Linked DNA regions of Zea mays: region 1 is linked to region 2. A link is a contact called in public Hi-C data. All regions are on one chromosome and are shown on one strand. The core of a region is the stretch at or near the end of the contact, and the rest is flanking DNA. Distances in the headings are between cores, read along the strand shown. Region 1 holds the start of LOC103645542 (inositol hexakisphosphate and diphosphoinositol-pentakisphosphate kinase VIP2). Region 2 holds the start of LOC100382366.

Region 1 (6,095 bases), core at 132-2,631, 170 kb before region 2:
TGTAATCCTTTTCGAAAGGTTGAAAATCTTATCACGCTCTACACATCCTATGAACAATACTGGTCCACATGCACAGCTTACGGTACAACGAGTCAACGTTGGGCATATAATATCATGAGAATGAGAATGTCGACCACTCAAGTGCAAAACTTCTAATTTAATTCATGGCGGTGCTTAAACTATCAGTAAAGCAAGTTAACAGAACATACTAGTCCTCCAAAAAATATACCAAGAAGGCAAGAATCAAGTTAGCAACCATTTAATCCTCCAAAAGGAAGTACATAATCAGGGATATATATGCCATATCCAGGAATACTGGGTGCAACCGAGAAAAGCGACCATTTTGATAGGGACCACACAGTATCCGAAAAGATGCAGAATAAATTGGTATCCAGGAAGATTCACGGGTGTCTCGCATTAGAAAAAATTCAGAAGGAACGTAAGATCACGTTCAACTCGACGACATCCACCCATCTACTCATGCCACATGCAAACTTCAATCTCGCGCGGGTTTCCCACCTTTTTTTGCAAATTAATGTAACAAGGAAAGGGAAATGCAAGGTGGACGGGGCAAAAGGAAGACTCTTGCACACCTCGAATTCTCCAAACGCGCGGAGCCGCTCGAGAATCTGCTCCATTGGAGAAGAGAACGCCTGAAGAAAAGAAGAATTGAGAACTTGATCAGACGAGGACATGTTCCGGAGGCAATAACGAAGCTCCCGCATCCCGCATTCTTTGAGAAATCCAGGAGCAAGAGCCGGCCAATCGAGACGTACGCGCTGGAAATCGAGACGCACGCGCTGGAAGAGCAAGAACGCGAATGGATCAATAATCAGGAAGACAAGACAGCATCTAGCATCCATGTGTTCGCGAGAATCCGTGAACCACCAAGGAGAAGAAAACGAGAGAAAAAAAAACTCAAGAAACCAGAGAGTCAAGATCCCGACCTTCTTCTCCATGACACAGACGCCAATGGTGATCCTACCGGCGCCGCCATTACCCTCCATCACCACCATTGCGGCCCGCCCCTGTCCTGGCCTCCTCCGCCCCCGATCTGTCCCACAGCCCGCGCACGCGAATCCGACGAGATTTCCCACGATTTTGATGCCGGGAGGATAAGAGGCGTTTGGTCGGGGGAGTTCGGGAAGGGGAGGCGGCGAGAGGCGTGCGTGTTGCACACAACTCTCCCTCTCCTCTTAGCTGCGGCGGCGTTCGGGTCAGGGTACGGGATTGGCGGTCTCGTCTCGTGCGAGTGCGATGCGATGGGCGGGCGCCGAGCGGCTTCGAGCGGCGCGACGGCAGATGTGGAGCGGTTCTTATCGGCTCCAGTGTGGGCTGGGCGCTGGGGCTGTATGTGCCGACCGGGGTTGCAGTTGGAAGAATCCACGAAACATCAAGTTTGAGATCAGGAAATAGCACGCGTTCCCGATAACAGCATCAGTTTTATCAAATGAATTTCTAAGGACTAATTTTTGTCATCTATTTTATTTTATTTTCATCAATAGATTACTAAATACAGAAACCAAAACCCTCTAAATAATTCGTCACTTTAAATTTTACAAAACTTACCCATCCATTAAATCCACCAAATAAATTACACAATAATTTAACATATTAATAAAATTAAAGGTTCAAAAAATGTTAGATAATCTCATCTCCCTTGCTCCTCAATTTCAATAAACAATACTCTCTCCATTTTTCTTTAATTGAGGCTTTTTAGTTAAAAATGAACTGCACAACGTTAACTATTTTAAAATGGCGGTAGTTAGATCATTTCTCATCTCTTCCCCATGACCCCGCCACCACCAGCCTCTCTCTCTCCCCTCCCTTGCATCCTCGCCGCTTTCAACCTGTCCTCCTGCATCGCCGCCGTCATTAACCCTTCTAGAGATCATAGTGTTAGCATAGGCTATATGTTAAACACTTCATCTATATTTTTCATGCTTTCACTAGTTAGGTGCCCGTGCGTTGCGACGGCACACAATCACAGAAATAGGCTTTCGGATGTAATTATCGCTACCTTCTTTGTTCTACCAATGCAAACAAAGTCTATAGATGGGTACCAAATATGACATCATGGTGGTAATATCGAATTCCAGGTTGTTAGTATTGTTTAGAGTGTGCATCCCTCACAAAATAGCATATGAATATACACTCACAATCTCAAATCCATCTCGAATTAACAGGCGAACAAATAGATAGACATTTGAAGCATGAAGGAGATGCGAATTCACAGATACACTGAACAGGACAAGATGACATCCTTTTTATTTTATGAACTGGAAATAGTGGCGCCCAACTGTTTGACTCTTAAAAAGACAGTAAATTCGTAATGACTCATCTTTGGTACAATGCCATGCTCATTCTACATATGCTCATAGTACCTCTTCCCTTTGTCTACAAAACCAGCATTTGAAGCATGAAGGAGATGTGAATTCACAGATACACTGAACAGGACAAGATGACATCCTTTTTATTTTATGAACTGGAAATAGTGGCGCCCAACTGTTTGACTCTTAAAAAGACAGTAAATTCGTAATGACTCATCTCTGGTACAATGCCATGCTCATTCTACATCTGCTCGCTGGGAAGAAAGTAAATGCATATCTATAGTGTATTTCTCTGTGGTCAAATGCCCATGCTTTGATATCATCCACTAAACAAATGCATCTCTGTTGTCTTAGATTCTAAGGAGACTGGGGACTTAAAACCCATGACCACAGACATTTCTTTGATTGTATACACCTTTGAATTTAATAATAAGAACGATAAAGTTCCAAAACGGGATACAACGCGGGCCCATGAAGCGTACCCTTATAGTTACAGGAATCATTGACAATAGACTTAAACTAATGCAGTTACAACCAGGACTAAAAACAATTGCTAGCAGCAAAACCTTCACACTACCATGTTAAACCAATGTGCCTTTTATGAACAAATAGATGAAAAGGCTGCTCTTTTATATTTATCATAAAGACAACTCATAGAGGAACGAAGCATATGAACTACCGAATCTGAGCAAGACTATTACAAATAAAGCTGAAAATTATCTCACCTTGATTCCACAGCCTGCTGCAGATTGGAGGCACCTGCACGAATGGCTCGAGCTTCTATTGCTCCTGCAACAAGTCCTCATTTCATAATACATTTTTACCCCTATCTTCAATATAAGTAGTGGCTCCCCTGTACGTAAAAGCTCCAGCCTTAGCAGAAGCCATAGTAGAAGCTCTGACTCTCCTGCATATTCATCCACTCATATTGTTTCGGTAATCTAGTTTTTGGAATCTGTCAACAAACAAACCAAAAACATTAGGGTCTGTCAAAAAGTAACAAGACTGCCTCGATAAACAGGCCGAAATCAACGACAACAATGCAAGTTCAGACAAACAGGCAAAGTCACATAAAGCGAATGTAGCTCTTGCGTCAACCATACCATAGTGCTTATTTCGTCCGTAACCATTATGTTCATGTCACAAAATCAGCATGGCGTTCTGCCATGCATGAGTTCACAGAATAACTGATGAATAAGGGGGATCTCCACATGAGACCTTGCTCCAGGGATCTCAACTTTCATCCGTGACCACAAATAACAAAAGGGTCTGCAGTGCCAAACGGTAGTAGTAGTAGTAGTTTACAAAAAATTCGGTCTTCAACACATAGCAGGATTTCCTGGAGGATGGATCCAGCCAGTCCAGGATGTGGATGCACCTATCTCCCAGAACAGTTGTGATGGAAAAAAAAACTGAGGTCTGGGGATCATGTACAGAAATGAGGTTAGTAGTATTGTAAGGAGCTTCCTGTATCCTGTGGACATTTGTATTCGAGGTGAATTTTTTCATATCAAAGAAATTCAAGCTGTAATTTAATGATTTCTGGATCTGCTACTGCACTTGAAAACATATGCTAAGCAGCATATTTATTGACCAAAAGATAGATATCATATATATTCGCATAGTATTATCATTTTAAGTATGCCCCAAAAGATTAATAGGGCAAATAATTCATTGTTCAATTTTTTCTGCACACAGTTCTCAATCCACGTTTCACTGTTAAATAGTACAGTATGGCAGCAACCCTGTAATTTAATGATGCCACATTCTGGGTCACAAGGGCAAGATAACTCCAAGTATTTATCTAACAGAACAGGCAGGGTAGCTGGGCTACCATATCAGTTTTTATCCCTTTCAGGGCAAAAGGAAGAGGCACAAAATAGTCAAGGTCATGATGATAAGCAAATGAATACCAAGGATGCTAATTTAGTTGGATACCCACTACGTGATGAAGAGGAACATCTTGATTTCACATCCCTTTCATCCTTTGAAAGAGTAGAAGGTCATCTTAATTTTATTCCCGTGGCCAGCTACTGCAATTTACTTGAACCAGGGAAGGTGATTGGATTCACCAACTCTAATTCAGGGATTTCGTATTTGCCAGCAGGTTTTATTTTTGAATTCATGTATTTTTCTTGGTACTTAATCTGCTGAAAAATAATTTATTTATTTTTCATATCTTGTCTGGAATGATATTGGCCCATTTTGTCTGAAGCATACTCTATATTCAGGACGCTTTGCTCCAGTTGGATGTTTAAGGGAAGTTCCAGTGAGTAAACAAAAGAAATCTGTGAAGGTCCATGATGGTGGCTAGAACATTTCTAACATACTAAACAAAATTACTAACGATCCCAGCCCGGGATAATCCAAAGGCTAATCCTCAGAACCCCAAATCCTAGAAGAATAAATCAAGCACAATGGAATGCAACGCTCGAACAGAATAACTAACTGCAAAAGTCCTACTCGAACAAATCAAAGCAACCCTTTCGACGAAGCAACAGAGTGAACGAATCAAAACAAGTAATTCGATGAAGCAACTACATTAGCTAACCAATCGAAGCAATAATCCGACGAAGCAGCAGCTCGACGACGAATTTGGGTTTGGAGGAGGTCGGGATATGGCAGGACGGGTAGTACCAGTCAGGCAGTAACCGACGCGGACGCGCAGGAGGAAGGGGCGGAGGTAGAAGATGTGGAACCCATGGTCGTCGAGCTGCTGCTTCGTCCTGCGCCCCAAATCAGCAGTACGTCGTCGGTCTCCTTGATCCACCATTCTACAACAGAAATTGTAGGGGAATGGATGTGCTGATTCAACTGGTCATAGAATTTTTGTGCAGATCTCAGCATATAAGTGCATGATCTATGGCAACGCTACTGCTATTCTGCTACCTGAACCTGTCGTACTGCTACTCTTCTACTCTCTTGTGAGCGACAACCAAAGGAAGCTCGTTGCTACTACTCTACTACCTAAACCAGTCGTGAGCATCACATTACGCAAATGAAGTCACCTCTGCTCTCGATGTCAATGCCGTCAATATTGTCCAGATCGATGTCTTAGCATGGTTTACTTCATACTGTTCCAGCAGAACTCGGTTAATCCCACAAAGGAAAAATGACATAGTTTCCTAGAGATATCAATTGCAGTGCTAACAACAAGCAGAGAGGGGAAAACACCAACCAATCATTGAGGTGGTTGCCCTGTATGTGTGATTGCACATAGTAGTTCACATGATTTGTTAGCTCCACGATCCCCGCTTCTGGGTTTACTCTTTTGACTGCTAAATCACCAACATTTGCTAGTCTTCCCTGAGCAAATGACAAAGATGACAAATTCTTCGATTAATTCAGTACCTTGTAGATGGTATTAGACTGGGTATTAGACTGGGTAAGTAAAAAGGCAATTAAAATAGTAAATAAAAATCTATGACTCTTTTTAGCAAAAACTATCAACGTCAAAAGCTTGATGGTTCCATTATCTGAAGTTTGTATTCACGATTAATTTGGCAAAAACTATCAACGTCAAAAGCTTGATGGTACTTCCATTATTTGAAACCAGTGATAAGCATTTCTAGTAGGTACAGTGATAAGCATTTCTTCAAACTTCAGAAAATGGACACCACACTTTCATATTGATTGAAGGCATAAAGTATGACCGATTAATTCAGCAATGCATCAGCTTTTACAAGATTCGGGGCATTTCCAAACAGACATGCCAATAAACAAAATTCTTCAGTGGTTGCAAAATCTGTGAGATTCATTAAGTGA
Region 2 (5,791 bases), core at 2,239-4,738:
ATTTAGGACACTAATATAGGTCCATCATAGAACTACATTTCATGATGAATCTGTTGACTCTTATTTACTAAGAAAAATAGGCATTCTTGGTCAAACTTAAGATAGTATAATTAAAGAAAATCTAGAATGTCATTCTTTCAGGGACGGAGAGAATACAGTAAAAGGTTAAAATCAACAATAGCCAGTGTTATCAGCAAGACCATTGAAAATCATAAAATCATTGTATTAAACAAAACAAGTAATGGTATGTTTTGTTCCATGACAAGATATAATGTAAAAGGAACTAGCTTCCTGTCACTAGAACAATACAAAAAGTAACATCAATGTCTTACAATACAAGTCTAATTCAGCACTAAGATCCAGCCATCCAGGATGCATGAAACAAAAACACTGACATGGTACCCCATTAATGATATGAACACCCCAAAAAACAAAAAGACCTGGTCTTAGTTCCACCACAGAATACAGATTTGTAATACTCTAAAATCAACATATTGTTCGAGGTTTTTAAAATGACGCTTAAACGCCGTTTAAGCGTCGTTTAACGATAAAACGTGATTACAGGGTAGAATGTCTGAACGTTTTAAACAAATCGCGTATAACGTCCATTAAACACGTTTAAACGTCATTTTGCGTCGTTTAAACGTTTTAGGTGTGTTTCAGACGTTTTATGTTGTTGGCCTCTCAAAGGCCCCAAAAAACTAGGTCAAGACAGCCTCTTACCTGTGCAGCGTAGCCCGCCTCCTCCTCTCGTCCAGCTCCTGCTACGCCGTCGCTCGCCTCCCTCCTCCAGCGCCGCCAGCTCTGCCCGTCCACCGCCTCGTGCCTCCCTCTTCTCCTCTGCACCCTCCATCCTCCAGCACTGCCAGGTCCGCCACCTCCACGACACTCCCCAATAGCGCCAACCGCAGACCACCTCCTCCAGCGCCCGAGCGCCCCCTCCCCTCTCCCTCCTCCAGCGCCGGCCGCCTCTAACGCCAGCACACTGCCCGCCAGCTCCTCTAGCAGCCAACGCCGTCAATAGCTGCAACCATCAGGTTCCAGACTTCCAGGGATGTTCATGCTCTTGATATTGATGAGTAGGATGATGGTTACTGATCCTAGATGCAAGGTCTAGCTTGCATGTTACATAGTTGCGATTTGGGCTCGATTAGATGGACGACTCGACTAGATAGGCTGGTCGTCCTGGTCGTCCGACTAATCGCCGATTAGGGCAACTAATCGCCCGATTACTGTTTCCTGGTCGTCCTGGCTAGGGTTTTGTTATTGGGCCATTTTCAACCCATCTACAGTATACTTTAGACTACCCTCTCCTCTCCAATGTAATACCTAGCCGTCAAACAGTGCACTACGTCTCCTACTCTCCTCTCTTGCTAGCTCGACTGTTCCAGCCCTTATTCACACTTGGTCGCCGGTGGCTGCCCCTTCAGACCTACAGCTCACCGACGGCTACATCATCAGCGGCTACACCACCCTGCCCCTTCTCATGCTCGCCTGCTGCAGTCTCCACATGCGGCGAATGTCTTAAGGTTCACCAACTGTAGTCTCCACCCTGCCCCTTCCCAAGCTCCAGCAGACCTGCACCATTGAGGAGATGAGCTCGTCATCTCAAGGTTCCTCCTGCTCTCCCCCCATCTCCCCCTTCTCCGCAGTTCTGCCAAATTAGTGGATGGTTGCTGGCTGCCCTAATCCTAAGCCTGTGCTAAGTAGTGACTTTCTAATTTATATAATGTAGTTGTATACATGTACATTTATATATATAGCTATATAAGTATAACTACTAGACTAGGACGACCAGGGAACGACTAGGACCGACTAGGAGTCGACTAATCGCCCTAGTCGTCGCCTAATCGCGACTAGTCGCCTGGTCAGTCCCAGGGATCGACCAGGCGACCAGGCGACTTGAAATCATTGGTTGCGTAGACTTGTGTGGTTGAACTTGATCTGTTTCCTTTTTATGTTATTTGTTTAAATACTCAACTTATGAGTATGAACATATTCTACCGTGTCGTTTTACGTCAAGTCTGAAAAGACATTTCAGCGTTTAAATGTTGAAATGGTGGTTCCTAACGTTTTATCGTTTTACCGCTTTAATAACCATGATATTGTTTGATTCTGAAATCATTTCTTACTCAGCACACAAAAAAAGAACAAATGAGACAAGCACACAAACTAATTTTCCATTCAACGCATTACTATTTCCAAAACATCAAAGTAACAAATCGTTTGGAAAAGAGCACAGAGATGTACTCCCTTCATTCCAAATTATGAGATGTTTGACTTTGTTTACTTTGTATCTAGACATATTGTATATGTAAGTGCATAGTAAAAGCTATGTAACAAGGAAAGGTAAAAGGTCTTATAATTTGGAATTGAGGTAGTATATTCATGTGATGTTTTGATAACCTAAACCCAAATATTACGAAAGCCAGCCAAACATTGACGAAAGCAAAATAAAAGTATGATTTCACCTTGTGTCCTTCAACAGCCTGGCTCTCCTCCACTGCTTCCGGTGCCTGAGGTGACACAACCATGCTCTCTTGCACCTGCACACCTCCAGCTCCAAAACTTGCCACTGCAGCAGCCAGATCCAATGGTGTCCTCATTTCTAGCTGCGCTGTGAAGTAGCCCGATGCCATGATCCTATCCAGCTTTGCCCTCACCCCAGCATCTACAGCCAAAAGGAAATGCAGATTAAGTTTATGTCACACTACCATACCATCTCAAAACAAAATCAAGCGCACGCCCTGTAGAAATACCCACATGTGATGGTGGAGTCAGGATGGATGGGTTCATCCGCACGGCAGAGCCAGAGGCGGGCGTGATGAGCACAAGCCTGAAGGGCGTCACGGTGCGAGACTCCGGCTGCAGCAGGAGGGCGCAACGCGGCGAGGGAGGCAAGGGCAGAAACCGCGTTCAGATCGGTCTCCGCGAGACTGTCCTCCGGATCATCCCCGACGTAGTCATAAGTGAGGCAGCTGCTCCGCTCGAGTTCGCGCGTGTAAACCAAAGAGACGAAGTCGCTTTGCTGCTTGACGTCAAAGAGGGAGCCGAAGTAGACGAGCGCAAGCAAGTCCTGGACTGACGAATCTGAGTCGGAGGAGGAAGCGGCGGAGGGGGCGGGGGCGGGGCGGGAGGAGAGCTCCTCCGCGAGGGCGGAGGCGAGCGGAGGGCGGAGGCGCTCGAGCTCGTCGATCAGAGCGGCGACGACGGGCTTGGAGCGGAGAACCTCCTCCTGCTCTCGGTTGAGCGTCTTGCCGGCGGCGAGCGACTCCTCCATCTGCGTGATTCGGTTGTACTTCTTCCGCAGTGCGCGGAGACGCTTCGATACTACGCTGAGCACCGGCCCGTCGGTGGCCTCAACAGCCATCGTAGCCGCAGCCACCGCGGAGGCGGTCGGAGCGGAGGAGGACGAGGCGGCAGGGGAGGTGGCCATGGCGGAAGGCTAGGGTTTTAGTGGCGATTTGTGACAGAAACGGGGGCTCTCGGGGAGGCGAGGAATCGAGGCGTCGGCGCGTCGGATTTATATGCCACACGGAAGGAGGTACGGCAATCGGGTCGGGGTCGCGGGTCGGTTAGGGATTTGAGGGATCTACAGGCCCTAACTATTCAATTTTAAATAGTATAAATTAATACTTTTAAATATCCGGTCACTGAATCTATATCTATACTATTTATTAAGACAGTAAATGTAGTCTGATGTTCTGCCGTTCTACGATCTCAACCATCCGTTCTACCATTCTGTAATCCCAGCCGTCCGATCCTACGTTTCAGTCTCGCTCCCTGATCCCGCACACCGGTCCCGCTCTAGATCGCGCCCCGAAACCCTCTCGCCTCGCCTGGAAACCGTCGCCCCCGACCTCCCCTCTCCTCCCCCGATTCCGGCTGCCGCCCCAGGCTCGCCCGCCCCGAAATCATCCACTGCGCCGCGCCGAAAACCTCTCCCACCGCCACCACGCCGCGCACGCCCCGGTCTTCGTCGCCCTAACCGCCCTTCCAACGATGAGATCGCTACCGAAGCGCCGCGCATCCTCCTTGCATCTTCGTCGCCCCTGCGCCACGCCGAAATCCTCGCCCACCGTGCCCTTCCATCGACGACCATGGCGGACTACCCACGCGTCGTGCGCGCCCCGCTCTTCGTGCCTGTCCTCTGGGGCCAGTGCGCTCCCCTCCTCCTCACCAGACTCTGTCGCCGCAGGTCTGGTTGCCCACCTCAACTCCGAGGAACGAGGACTCCACCATGCTCGCTCCGGAGACACCACCTTCATGTCCTCCGCTCACTGTGCCTGTCCTCGGATCCGCGACTGCCGCCCCGCTCCCCCCAAATACCAGCCGACGCAGCTTACTCCTCTGTTACCCGTGGCTGGCGCGGGGGTTTGATTCCCGGCGTTTCCTTGTGAATTCGGGGTGATTTGGGGGCCCTGGATGGCGATGATTTGAGTGGATTCAAGAGGAACAAGTGAAGGTGAAGTCCTGATCTGGACCCCCACCGTGGTATGTGCCACGAGGAAGTTGTTCTTCTCCGAGTCGGCCTACAAGGAGACCAAGCTCCACACCACGCCCCACTCATGGCTGCCCCTCGAGAGGAAGGCGCCACCGAGCTCAACCAGGAGAGCCGATGGCCGGTGAGACACACAACGCTAGCCGTTTTCAGAACCCGGTCAGATGAGTGACTGTTGCTGTTACAGGTGTGGTCTTCTCTGCTCCTGTACCGGCAGATCCTCGACGAGATCGAGGCCAACGACTACGACAACTTCACCCGGAGGGCCTACGTTCCTAAGACGAAGAAGTTGATGGCGCTGCCCAAGGCGTACCTGAGATCACTGGTGGTGCCCTCCTCCTCTTCTCAGGCTGAGAGCCGGAGACGCTATTCCACCCTAACATAGACCGGTCTCTCTCTCACTGTCGGTACATAACAGAAGCAATGAATGATCGATATGATGTACAAATTTCTGGCCAAGCTGTTTGGAGGATCCTCTAGCCTGTGTGGGAGAAGCTCTCCAAGTTCTCTGGCCATGCTGCTGGCGGCTCCTCCATGTAAGCTCTTAGTCCTTCACTTGTTTCTGGCTTGATATGTCAACATATGCTCATTCGTTTATGCTTCAATTGTGTCACGCAAGACTCAGTCTTTTAGGCACTGGTGTTGATTTGGCTGTGCAAAGTTGGCCGATTGAGATGTTCATCCTGTTTTGTTTGTGTCGCAGAGAGTCCTTGATGAAGATGTCAGAGCCGGCTGTGCTTTCGCACTTCAAGCCCGCGGACTATGTCAGCATACTGGCTCAGATACACAAGGAGCTAGAGTGCCGCCCTCCTGACGACAAGGCCTCCCTGTACCTCCTATAGTTCTAGGTCTTCCGTGGCCTCGGCGAGGCCAAGCTGTTCGGAGGATCCTCCAGCATGTGTAGGAGAATGTGAGCACCATACACGAGAAGCTCATCTTTGGGGCATGGCTCAAGTATGAGAAAAAAGAGGAGGAGTCCATCTCCGACCTGCTCAGCTTGTGCATCACTCCACAAACCAAACACATCAAAAGTGCTTGCAGGAGTTCAGGCTGCTGGATTTCGTGAGGGGATTTTAACCTCAAAATACCTGTCTGGACAATTTTTGCTCAATTTTTTATTGCTACTTTTTTGTTCAATGCACAGAACATTTGTTAATTTCTATTTGTCCTCTCTGATTATAAAACAAAAATTATCATTTACACTTATTCATTGATCTTCATTAAGTAATGCACTAATAAAGGTTCATCATTGCAGAAGCTGAGGATGAGATCAAACGGCTAAATGGAGAG

Evidence for each region. A called contact is a pair of places that touch in the nucleus more often than the background predicts.
Region 1: a contact with region 2 is called in a Hi-C map of leaf, with 9 times the contacts expected there. The contact joins the promoter of LOC103645542 here to the promoter of LOC100382366 in region 2. A contact is called at or near these places in 12 of 25 Hi-C or Micro-C datasets (bundle sheath, ear, leaf and 3 more) and 1 of 3 datasets of contacts at active chromatin or transcription factors (seedling).

What each region holds. Positions count from the first base shown.
Region 1 is chr1:268,768,910-268,775,004 of Zm-B73-REFERENCE-NAM-5.0, reverse strand. It overlaps LOC103645542 (inositol hexakisphosphate and diphosphoinositol-pentakisphosphate kinase VIP2), which reads right to left and starts at 1,381. Exons shown (of 30, transcript XM_020546872.2): 1 at 948-1,381; 2 at 594-653. The coding sequence starts at 1,016. It overlaps LOC103643827 (a long non-coding RNA gene), which reads right to left. Exons shown (of 4, transcript XR_002266510.1): 2 at 5,509-5,636; 3 at 5,339-5,404; 4 at 2,940-5,104.
Region 2 is chr1:268,597,829-268,603,619 of Zm-B73-REFERENCE-NAM-5.0, reverse strand. It overlaps LOC100382366, which reads right to left and starts at 3,488. Exons shown (of 4, transcript NM_001175111.1): 1 at 2,764-3,488; 2 at 2,472-2,671. The coding sequence starts at 3,436. LOC103645541 (phytoene synthase 3, chloroplastic-like) reads left to right here and starts at 4,569. Exons shown (of 2, transcript XM_008668577.2): 1 at 4,569-4,625; 2 at 4,689-4,915. The coding sequence starts at 4,569. The coding sequence ends at 4,886.